Regions from separate parts of the Sus scrofa genome. Here regions 1 and 3 are each linked to region 2. Evidence: chromatin contacts called from public HiChIP or PLAC-seq and promoter capture Hi-C data. All regions are on one chromosome and are shown on one strand. Each heading gives the region's core, a stretch centred on a gene start, on an enhancer-like site or on the middle of the called end of the contact. The rest is flanking DNA. Distances are from core to core; before and after follow the strand shown. Region 1 overlaps DIP2B (disco-interacting protein 2 homolog B). Region 2 holds the start of DIP2B (disco-interacting protein 2 homolog B). Region 3 holds the start of ATF1 (cyclic AMP-dependent transcription factor ATF-1).

Region 1 (3,250 bases), core at 638-3,137, 220 kb after region 2:
GAATAAAGAAAAGAGAAGATTAGATCTCTACGTTGCTAATTTGTTTTTCTCCCAGTGCTCTCTCTCCATTTTGAAGTAGGAGGAAATCTAAGATACAGAAGTGGAGAGCTAAGATTTTTAGTTGAAAAAGGAATGAAATAGAGAAGGAGCAGATTGACCAGTGGATGATGATTTTAGTGGAATGCCTTGGCATTTGGTGAAAAGGTGTGTCTCTTCTCTGGGTGTGTGAAGTGAGCACACATAGTTTCTCAACTCTTCCTGACCACATTGGTAGCGCAGGGGCCCTCCTTCCTCAGTGCTCCTGGAGCCTCACCTCAGCTCCTGTGCCTGGTGTCTTGCAGACCAGGGGAATCAACCTCTCCTGCATCCGGACGTGTGTGGTGGTGGCCGAGGAGCGGCCCCGCATTGCCCTCCAGCAGTCCTTCTCCAAGCTCTTCAAGGACATCGGTCTGTCCCCTCGGGCTGTCAGCACCACTTTTGGATCCAGAGTCAATGTAGCGATATGTTTGCAGGTGACGATCATGAAATGGTGCTTGTGGGGGGGCGCCGGGAGCACAAACTTCCACGGACTTGTGGTGGGACTCTGGGCTTTTTATTTGGACTTCACTGGGCCTTATGAGAAGAGTGAGAGCCAAAGAAGGTGGCATGGGACTTCTTTTGGGGTGCAGTGGGTTAAGGATCCAGCGTTGCCACAACTGTGGCTCAGGTCAAAGCTGCAACTAAGAGTCAGTCCCCGGCCCGGGTGCCAGTCCCATATGCCACAGGTGCCAAAACCAAACAGAGACGGTGGCGCACATGGGTGGATACTTCCAGGTCCTCTGTCACCATGGTTGGGTGACTTTGGAGCAGCATCATGACACTTTAACCCTGAAGCCCTCTCGCGGGCCCCTTGCTGTCCGCTTGGCCCAGTGTCGGTTTTGAAAATCCCGTAGATGCTGGTCTGTCTCATCCCTGCTTTGAGTCCAGAGACGAGGACCCTCCTCGACCTGGTACCCTCAGTGCTGCTCCGGCCCCTGGCCTACTTCCCGGGGGAGGAAAGGAGAGAAGGATGAGGAGAAAGCCAGGCCAGGAGTCTCTTTCAGGTGTTGACTGCAACCCTGCCTCATCTGGTCGAAAACAGGGTGAGCTTTCAAAATGGAGTTCACATTTTTGATGGATGTGGCTAAATTGTCTATTTCTTGATTTGAAAATGTGAGATATGGAAATACCATTCATTCAGATTTTAAATAAACAATGCATTGATTCGTTTTTCTTTAGGGAACCTCAGGGCCTGACCCAACGACTGTGTATGTAGATCTGAAATCATTAAGACATGACAGGTACAGTGGGTCTGTTATGCTTCCTTCCTATTAGCCCTTCTGAGCAGAAAAAGTTCTGAGCCTCACGAGAGCCAGCTCTCTCCCGCATGCCTTTTGTTTGTGTCTTTCGGGGGCTGGGGGGTGGGAAGAGGGGAGGAATTCGTTATTCATGCCTAATAAGATTTACATGTATAAGAAGGAAGTTTTAATCCTCACAGTTGCTTCACTGTTCTTTAATGCTAACATGTAATGCTGGGATTTTGTAACATTCGACTTAAATTAAAATGGCCAGGCTCTTTCCTCTGAGCCTTTAAAAATAACTGAGACACGGTAAATGAGGCAGAGCAGGGTTTTTGAAACAACACTTTGTCTGAGCCCCAGGAGTAAAGGCCTGCCCCCTCGTCGGCTCACAAGTGAGTCGTAGCTATGTCCCAAGGGGAGCTCCCGGTCAAGGCTCTGGGACCCTCTCCCTGGGCTTGGGCTGTGTTCCCAGGGTGGCCCGTGGCCCTGACCCCGCCTACACAGGCAGAGCGTCCCTCTTGCTGTGGCTCTCAGCCTGGGGAGAGTTTGCCCTCCGGAGGACATTCGACAGTGTCTGGAGACAGTCAGGGTTGTCCCAGCAAGGGGGTGCTACTGACATCTAGTGGGTATGGAGGCCTGGGGTGTTGCTAAACCTCCTGCAATGCGCAGGACGGCCCTCCCCTAAACTTACCACGAAATAGCTGACCCAGAATGTCAGTGATGCTGATTGAGAAACTGCTCTAACGGGAGGAGAGGGAGGAGAGGCAGATGGGCCGTCTCGGGAGGGCAGCATACACCTCGTCTGGCACACGGGGTGCAGTCATTGTTTACAGGCTCGTGTGTCGTAAATACTGCTCTTCTGCAGGGTTCGTCTTGTGGAACGGGGTGCCCCTCAGAGTCTGCTCCTCTCCGAGTCTGGGAAGGTAATTTGTTCTGTTAACCATTGGGAAGCTGGCCTGTGGAGAAGTAGTTCATTTTAAAGAAACCTGAAGCCATGTAATATATTAACAGCTAGGGCAAGACTGAATCGCCATCTGGAGATAATTCAACATTTTCACTTAGCCAGTCTTTCAAATTCATGTGGGCACATAAGTAAGAAGAATCCTAAATTTGAAGGTTCTTAATTCCCATAGATTTTTTTTAAAAATCTGACCGCCATGTTATTCTTATTTGACAAAGCAGTGAGATGTGGTGTTCACTATATTCAAGGCGAAGAGATGAGCAACCTAAAGAGCGCCAGTTCTACCTTTATAAATGTTACAGGGGGAAGTAACAATAAAAAAAGATATTTGAGGAGTTCCCGTCGTGGTGCAGCGGAAACGAATCTGACTAGGATCCATGAGGTTGCAGGTTTGTTCCCTAGCCTCGCTCAGTGGGTTAAGGATCTGGCGTGGCTGTGAGAGCTGTGGTGTAGGTCACAGACATGGCTCAGATGTGGCGTTGCTGTGGCTGTGGCATAGACCAGCTGCTGTAGCTCCCATTAGACCCCTAGCCTGGGAACCTCTATATGCCGTGAGTATGGCCCTAGAAAGCAAAAAAATAAAATAAAATTTTATTTATTTATTTATTTATTTTGTCTTTTTGCCATTTCTTGGGCCGCTCCCGCGGCACATGAAGGTTCCCAGGCTAGGGGTCCAATCGGAGCTGTAGCTGCTGACCTACACCACAACCACAGCAACGCAGGATCCGAGCCACATCTGCCACCTACACCACAGATCACGGCAACGCCGGATCGTTAACCCACTGAGCAAAGGCAGGGATCGAACCCGAAACCTCATGGTTCCTAGTCGGATTTGTTAACCACTGCGCCACAACGGGAACTTTTTTTTTTAAGATATTTGAGAGTGATTTCTTAGATTAGAATGAGAGTTAAACTATTCAAGGAGAGATTTCATTGAACTCAGCCTTTGTGTTTTCTCTTTGATTCTTCT
Region 2 (3,095 bases), core at 317-2,816:
CCCTTGCTTTTTGATGAGAGGAATGTCAACCATTGAAAAATTGCTGGAGTTCCCGTCGTGACGCAATGGTTAACGAATCCGACTAGGAACCATGAGGTTGCAGGTTCAATCCCTGCCCTTGCTCAGTGGGTTAAGGATCCGGTGTTGCCGTGAGCTGTGGTGGAGGTCACAGATGCAGCTCGGATCTGGCGTTGCTGTGTGGCTCTGGCATAGGCTGGCAGCTACAGCTCTGATTAGACCCTTAGCCTGGGAACCTCCATATGCCGTGGGAGAGGCCCAAGAAATGGCAAAAAGACAAAAAAAAAAAAAAAAAATTTGCTATAGTCCTCACGTAAACCAGAGGACATACACATCTATTCCACAGATTCTCCTTACATTGCTGCAGTTAAAAGGAAACTGCAGCCTACTTTTTATTATTTATTTATTTATTTTTGTCTTTTTGCCATTTCTTGGGCCGCTCCCATAGCATCTGGAGGTTCCCAGGCTAGGGGTCTAATCAGAGCTGCAGCCGCCAGCCTACACCACAGCTACAGCAACTCAGGGTCAGAGCCGTGTCTGAGACCTACACCACAGCTTATGGCCACGCCGGATCCTTAACCCACTGAGCAAGATCAGGGATCGAACCCGCAACCTCATGGTTCCTAGTCGGATTCATTAACCACTGAGCCACAACTGGAACTCCCCAGCCTACTTTTTAATCAGCCATGATGTCACATTCCTTTTTTTCAACCTGAAATTCTTTTCTCGACTTAATTTTTTTTTCCTTTTTCAGCCTATGAATGATATAATTCTGTCTGGAAACTACTAGAGAATAGATGCTGAGGTCTTACTCTCAGAGGATCAGTTTTGAATCCACAAGGAAGGGAAGGGAAAACACTGGAATTCCCTCAAATTGTGCAGGGGAGTTTTGGCATTGAAAAAAAGTTCAATACTATTAAAGAAAGACTATGGATGACAATTTAAGGCATCTGTCCCAGTAGCTCCTGGTGAAAACACACAGGTGTCTGGATCCTTACATTGAATTAAAATATTAATACTTTTAGAACACTTATTAAGTCATACGCCCAGTTGGATAATAACAGAAAGAAAAAATTTTCCTCTCGCAAGTGATTAGAAGTCTAGGCGGGAGGAGGCGGATTCTCCCTCCTTTGCCTTAAATGCTAGAACTGAAATAGAAACAAGGAGCTCAGGGTAAATGGGATGGGGAAGCCCCAGTGAAAGAACTGGCCTGCATTCAAGTCCTTATAAAGGGTCAGGTGTCAATCGGGGGGAACGGAGGAAGGGACGAGACAACGGCATGCACTACTAAGTGAGGATAACTTGAAAAAGCAAGACCTAGGGCCCCTGAAAACGCCTTGCTTGAGAGTCTGTAAAAGGTAAACACTACTTGTTCACATCGACATCAACACGGTGAGCCCATTTCGCCTGGGAGAAATCTGGGGGACGGGTTTAGACGCGTCGTTTCAGAAGTCTCCCAGTAGAGGGCGCCGTCAGCCCGCGGGTCCTCAGCATGACTGGGCTGCGGAGGCGGAGAGTCCTCGGCCCGGGGGCGGGGCCGTCGCGCTCACGTGACCCTCGCTCATGGCGGCGGCGGCAGCGGCGGCGCTGGCGGCGCTCGGCGGCCGGAGCCGGATCCTGTAGCCGGGGTGTGGGCCCGCGTCAGTCCGTCCCTCCTTCGGCCCGCTCGCTTGTCTTCCGGAGTGTGGCTGGCAGAGCCGGGATGGCGGAGCGAGGCCTGGAGCCGGCGCCGGCTGCGGTGGCAGCACTGCCGCCCGAAGTGCGGGCGCAGCTGGCGGAGCTGGAGCTGGAGCTCTCGGAGGGTAGGAGCCGGGCCGGGGGTGGGGAGCCTGGCCGGGGGTCGGGTTGGGCGGTCGGGGGGTCGGGCAGGCGCCCGGGCGCCGCTGCGGATCGCTGGAAGGGGAGACCAGGTCCCCGCCGCGCGCCCTGGTGGTGGCGCGGGCGGAGGGGAGGAGGGTTCCGGAAATCTGGCCGGGGCTCTGAGGGGTCGCTTCTCTCCGCTCCCACCCTGGGCAGTGGATTTCCGCGTAGTTCATTGTGTTCCCTGGGCGGGGGTGAGGAGGGGCTTGGGGGGAGAGGTCCTTCCCCGGCCCGGGCTGCTGCTGCGCTCCCTGCCCCCCAAAACCCGAGACAAAGCTGAGCCCTCCCGCTCCTGCCGGGGCGTCGGGGCACGGTGGGGGCGGGGTGGGAGTGAGGCCACCAGCAGGGTGGCTGACAGCCTTCTCCAGTCCTCCTCTCCCCTTTTCGAGGGGAGGGCCCCACGCCTGTTTCAGCTCCCCTTCCCCCCTTCAGCAAATGAGAAAGACACAGGGGAAATCCGCAGCATTTCTTCTTCCTTCTTTAACAATGCGAGATGCCTCCCCCGTGACAGGAGTGAGGTGGAAGCAGGGTGGGCCGTTGAGGGTCCTAGGGAGGCCAGAAGCTGTGGCCTTAACCCAGAGAGAGACACCGGGGCTGCTTTTAGACCACCTTTGTCATAAAGATTTTTTCCTGCTTGCCTGTATTCGGACTGAATTTTCCGCATCTAATCCACCTTTTGGAGTCTTTGAAGAGAGGAGAGAGGTGGCTCCCGGTTACATGCAAATCCTGACCGGCACCGGCTTTCTTTTGACAATGGATTGTTACCAGGAGGCTTGGATTGGTTTTGAGAATTAAAAGAATGGAATAAATCGAGCCACTATTCTTGGAGAAGTCCCTGGACGGCAATGAGAGAAACGTTGCTCTGTTGTGGGCATGTGATCAGGCTTCTTGTGCAGTTGTGATCAGTTCTCCATAAAGTTCCTGTTTTTATCACAGGCTGCCTCTGAGACAAAAGCAGCATTTTCCTCCAAGCTTGATGTCAGCCCTGTGGTAGCGTCCCCAGAGCTGCATATTCTTATTGAGTTCTTTGCCAAAAGCCCTCTTCACAAGCGTTTTTCAAGTGGATTAAACATTGCTGATTGGAAAAGAAGAATGTGACAAGTTCCCAGGAGAGTTCTGACTTTTTGTTTACTTATCAGGGCATTCTCTCTCCCACCCCCCAGTCCTTTGCAGGGAAAAGCCAGAAGTAGATTGGAGTGTTATAAAACCAGTTGGGC
Region 3 (3,261 bases), core at 437-2,936, 250 kb after region 2:
TTTGCAAAGAAATGGATAAAGAGTTCAGGAGTTCCCGTCGTGGCGCAGTGGTTAACGAATCCGACTAGGAACCATGAGGTTGCGGGTTCGGTCCCTGCCCTTGCTCAGTGGGTTAACGATCCGGCGTTGCCGTGAGCTGTGGTGTAGGTTGCAGACGCGGCTCGGATTCCGCGTTGCTATGGCTCTGGCGTAGGCTGGTGGCTACAGCTCCGATTCGACCCCTAGCCTGGGAACCTCCATATGCCGCGGGAGCGGCCCAAGAAATAGCAAAAAAGACAAAAAAAAAAAAAAAAAAAAATTCAGAATAACACATCAGAATAATGCATCATCCCTGCTCCAGAAAGGTAGATGCACATTAAAAAATGTGTTTTTTTCTTTTAATTTTTCTCTTTTTACCGCCATACCTGTGGCATAGAGGGCTAGGGGTCTAATCAGAGCTGCAACTTCCAGCCTACCCCACAGCCCCCAGCAACAGGGATCTGAAGGGCATCTGAGACCTAAGCTTCAGCTTGCAGCATGACTGGATCTCTAATCTACTGAGCGAGGACAGGGATCCAACCTGCATCCCCAGAGAGACAACCTCGGGTTTTTAATCCGCTGAGTCCCAACAGGGAATTGTTAAAAGTTTTTTAATGTATCAAAATGACGACGTGATTTTACTTTACCACTTTATGTTAACATTTTTCTGGCATAATAGTTGGGGTAAATCTGTGCTTCAGTGTGACACTCCCTACCTGGCACCCAGTGGGCGTGTTTTTTAATCCTTTCAGATGTGATAAAAGACACAAATCCTAACGTGGTTTTATGGGATTAGAATTAGCCTGGGTGGTAAGAAGCGGAGACAAGCCTTGAATCTTCAAGTCACTCTGTCTACAAAGGGCGGATAGGTCGGGCGTGGGTCAAGGCCGGGGACCACAGCTCGGGCCAGAGCTAGGAGCTGAGCTGAGGGATGTAATTAACCGAAGAAAAGTGCCCCACCCCGAGCGACCTCCCAGAGTCCGGCCGGTCTCCGAAAACAGCTGTGCGGGGAAGAGTGCGGACAAAGCTCCTGCACCGAAACGGAACGCAGGTAACTTTCCCCCTCCACCTCTCTCTGCCAATAACACTTTCGGGACTAGAACTGGCCAACCCGGAGAGCCCCGGCTCAACATGGCGTCGCGTCACGTGAGCAACGCGGTGACGTAGGACGGCGGCCCAAGCGGAGGGCCCGCCCTAACCTCACCCCCCACGCTCTTACTCACTTTTGCCCCCCTTCCCTCCCCCGCCCCCGGCCTGGTGTAGATCATGCCGCCAGTGGCGGCCCTGACTGCCGAGGAAACCGTAGCCTAGGACAGTTGGCTGTTAAGTGACACTGATTCTCCCCGCCCCGCCTGACCCCTGAGAAAGAGGCACGTCCCCCGCCGCGTGAGGGGGTGGGGAAGTGGGTAGCGAATTCGGATCCACCTGGGAGGGGGGGAGTGGAAGTTCCCGCCCCAGACAGCGGCGAGGCGGCAGCCACAGGTAAGCGGGGGGCGGGGGTGGGTACGTGCTCCCGTGTACCCGGTAGGGGGAGGGGACGAGGACGCGGCGCCGGCGGGGACGCCGAGCGGGTCCCGCGTCGGGTGGGGGGTCGCGCGGGGCGGCCGCGGTGGGGGAGGGGCGCGGAGGGCCCGCGGCGGAAGGGGGAGGGGCCGCCCGCTCTCCCCCACGGCCAGGCGCGCTTCCGGTTCTCGCGCCTCGGCCCCGCGGTGCCCCTCTTCGGTCCGCTGTCTCCGCCTCCCTCCTTCCTGCCGCCCCCTCATGAAAATTAAACCGAAGACCTCCCGCCGCGGGGTGGCTTTCGCCTCTGAAGCCGCCCGTCCGCGGCCCAAGGCGAGCGCCCTCCGTCGAAGGTCTTGGGGTTGGGGCGGGAAGCCAGGGGGAGGGCGGCGTGGCCTTGGCCTCCGCCAGTCGTCCGCCGAGCGCAGCTCAAGACCGGTCATCTCTGCCGGCGTCCTCGGGGTGGGGGCCCGGGCCGGCAGAACCATCCCTAACCATCTGGGAGCTTCCACTCGATTGGGGAGGCAGTAGAATAATCACAACACACGAAACAGTATGGAAAGGTGCAGCCGACAACCAAGGAAGGAGTGTGTGGAGTGACAGAGGCTCGTCTTTTTACTTCTGGAGAGTTGACTAAATTTAGGAAACGATCTCTTTGATTTTCCTCCTGTATCACAAAACTAAGCGTGGTATATACCATAGCGTCAGCTGCGCTGTGAAGCGTGTCGCTTGATCTCTTCACAATTACTGCAGGTGTTAATGACCGTTGTTTTGTCAACTTTTGAGGCACAGTGGGCTCTTAGTCATTGGGAACCTTTACGTTTCTGAGGCTTTTTCTGCATAGATTTGACAAGCGTCTTTGTCAGACTGGCCTGTGATGAGAGTATGTACACTGTTTGCTTATGTTCGCAAAATGCGTTTTATCCCGAGAGTTTCGTTACCAACAGAAATTGCAGTTTTATTAAAATGCAGTTTTTCCTATTGACTTTATAACGTGCAGTTTCCTCAGTGCTCATTTGGCCTCAGTACTGCTGTCCTAAAACCGAATATGTGAGCTCTGTTACTGGCAGCTCTTCTTTATGCTTCGTCTGTAATACATCTGTGCAGTACTACTGTATCACCGGTAGGTGGTAGTACCTTCAAAAATGCTTTCGCCCTCCATGTCATCCCATTTGTACTAAAGAATTTTTAACTTTAAAGTAGGATGTTTTCTTATGCCTGAATTTTCCTTTTTCTAAAGGTAGGTTGAAGTAATTGTCTAAAGATATTTCTTTAACTGTTATTTCTATCAGTTTTAAGTAGGTAAATCTGTAAGTAAACATTGATTTATTCAGCAGTAATAATCTTACACTGGGAACAGGATGTGGTCTTGACTCCTTAGAGCTTGCATTCTGGTAGGGAGACAAAAAACAGGCCATTACATCAGCGTGATAAGTGCCCTGAAAGGAGGGGGAACATGTGTTGTGGGGATAGAGCTGAAGCTTCTAGACCAGCCTAAGGGAGTCATGAAAACTTGCCTGGAAGAGTAACTCATAGAAATAGGCCACATGAAGAGAAGAGGAATAGTATTTCTGGCAGAGGGAATAGGATATGTGAAAGCCTGAAGGAGAGAGAAAGCAAAGCCAGCACATTTGTAAATCTGAAAGAAATTCAATTTGACTAGTAGGAGCAATTTTGAGGGGTGATCATGCGTTCGGTTGTGGAAATGTTGAGCAAGAGACTTCTTACCCTCAAGCTTATTGT

The links. Promoter capture Hi-C pulls out the DNA fragments that hold promoters and counts their contacts. HiChIP or PLAC-seq counts read pairs in DNA pulled down with a chosen protein or histone mark.
Region 1: a contact with region 2 is called in an H3K27ac HiChIP or PLAC-seq map of skeletal muscle, with 10 times the contacts expected there. The contact joins the enhancer-like site here to the promoter of DIP2B in region 2. A contact is called at or near these places in 2 of 5 promoter capture datasets (fetal skeletal muscle and liver), 10 of 47 Hi-C or Micro-C datasets (brain, embryonic fibroblasts, epiblast stem cells and 7 more) and 2 of 2 datasets of contacts at active chromatin or transcription factors (alveolar macrophages and skeletal muscle).
Region 3: a promoter capture Hi-C map of liver shows a contact between it and region 2, with 3 times the contacts expected there. The contact joins the promoter of ATF1 here to the promoter of DIP2B in region 2. A contact is called at or near these places in 4 of 5 promoter capture datasets (fetal liver, fetal skeletal muscle and liver), 5 of 47 Hi-C or Micro-C datasets (heart right ventricle, liver and skeletal muscle) and 2 of 2 datasets of contacts at active chromatin or transcription factors (alveolar macrophages and skeletal muscle).

Annotation. Positions count from the first base shown.
Region 1 is chr5:16,592,059-16,595,308 of Sscrofa11.1, forward strand. DIP2B (disco-interacting protein 2 homolog B) reads left to right here. Exons shown (of 39, transcript XM_021091658.1): 33 at 342-512; 34 at 1,258-1,319; 35 at 2,185-2,242. Among named protein-coding and RNA genes, the nearest start is that of ATF1, 25 kb to the right of the region's middle. Within about 2 kb of position 1,888, at least 17 of the 83 cell types and tissues checked have an H3K27ac peak or open chromatin away from gene starts, as enhancers often do. A contact at or near this core is called in alveolar macrophages, brain, epiblast stem cells and 3 more, where this site is marked.
Region 2 is chr5:16,371,461-16,374,555 of Sscrofa11.1, forward strand. DIP2B (disco-interacting protein 2 homolog B) reads left to right here and starts at 1,567. Exons shown (of 39, transcript XM_021091658.1): 1 at 1,567-1,820. The coding sequence starts at 1,721.
Region 3 is chr5:16,617,444-16,620,704 of Sscrofa11.1, forward strand. ATF1 (cyclic AMP-dependent transcription factor ATF-1) reads left to right here and starts at 1,687. Exons shown (of 9, transcript XM_021091659.1): 1 at 1,687-1,851. The coding sequence starts at 1,780.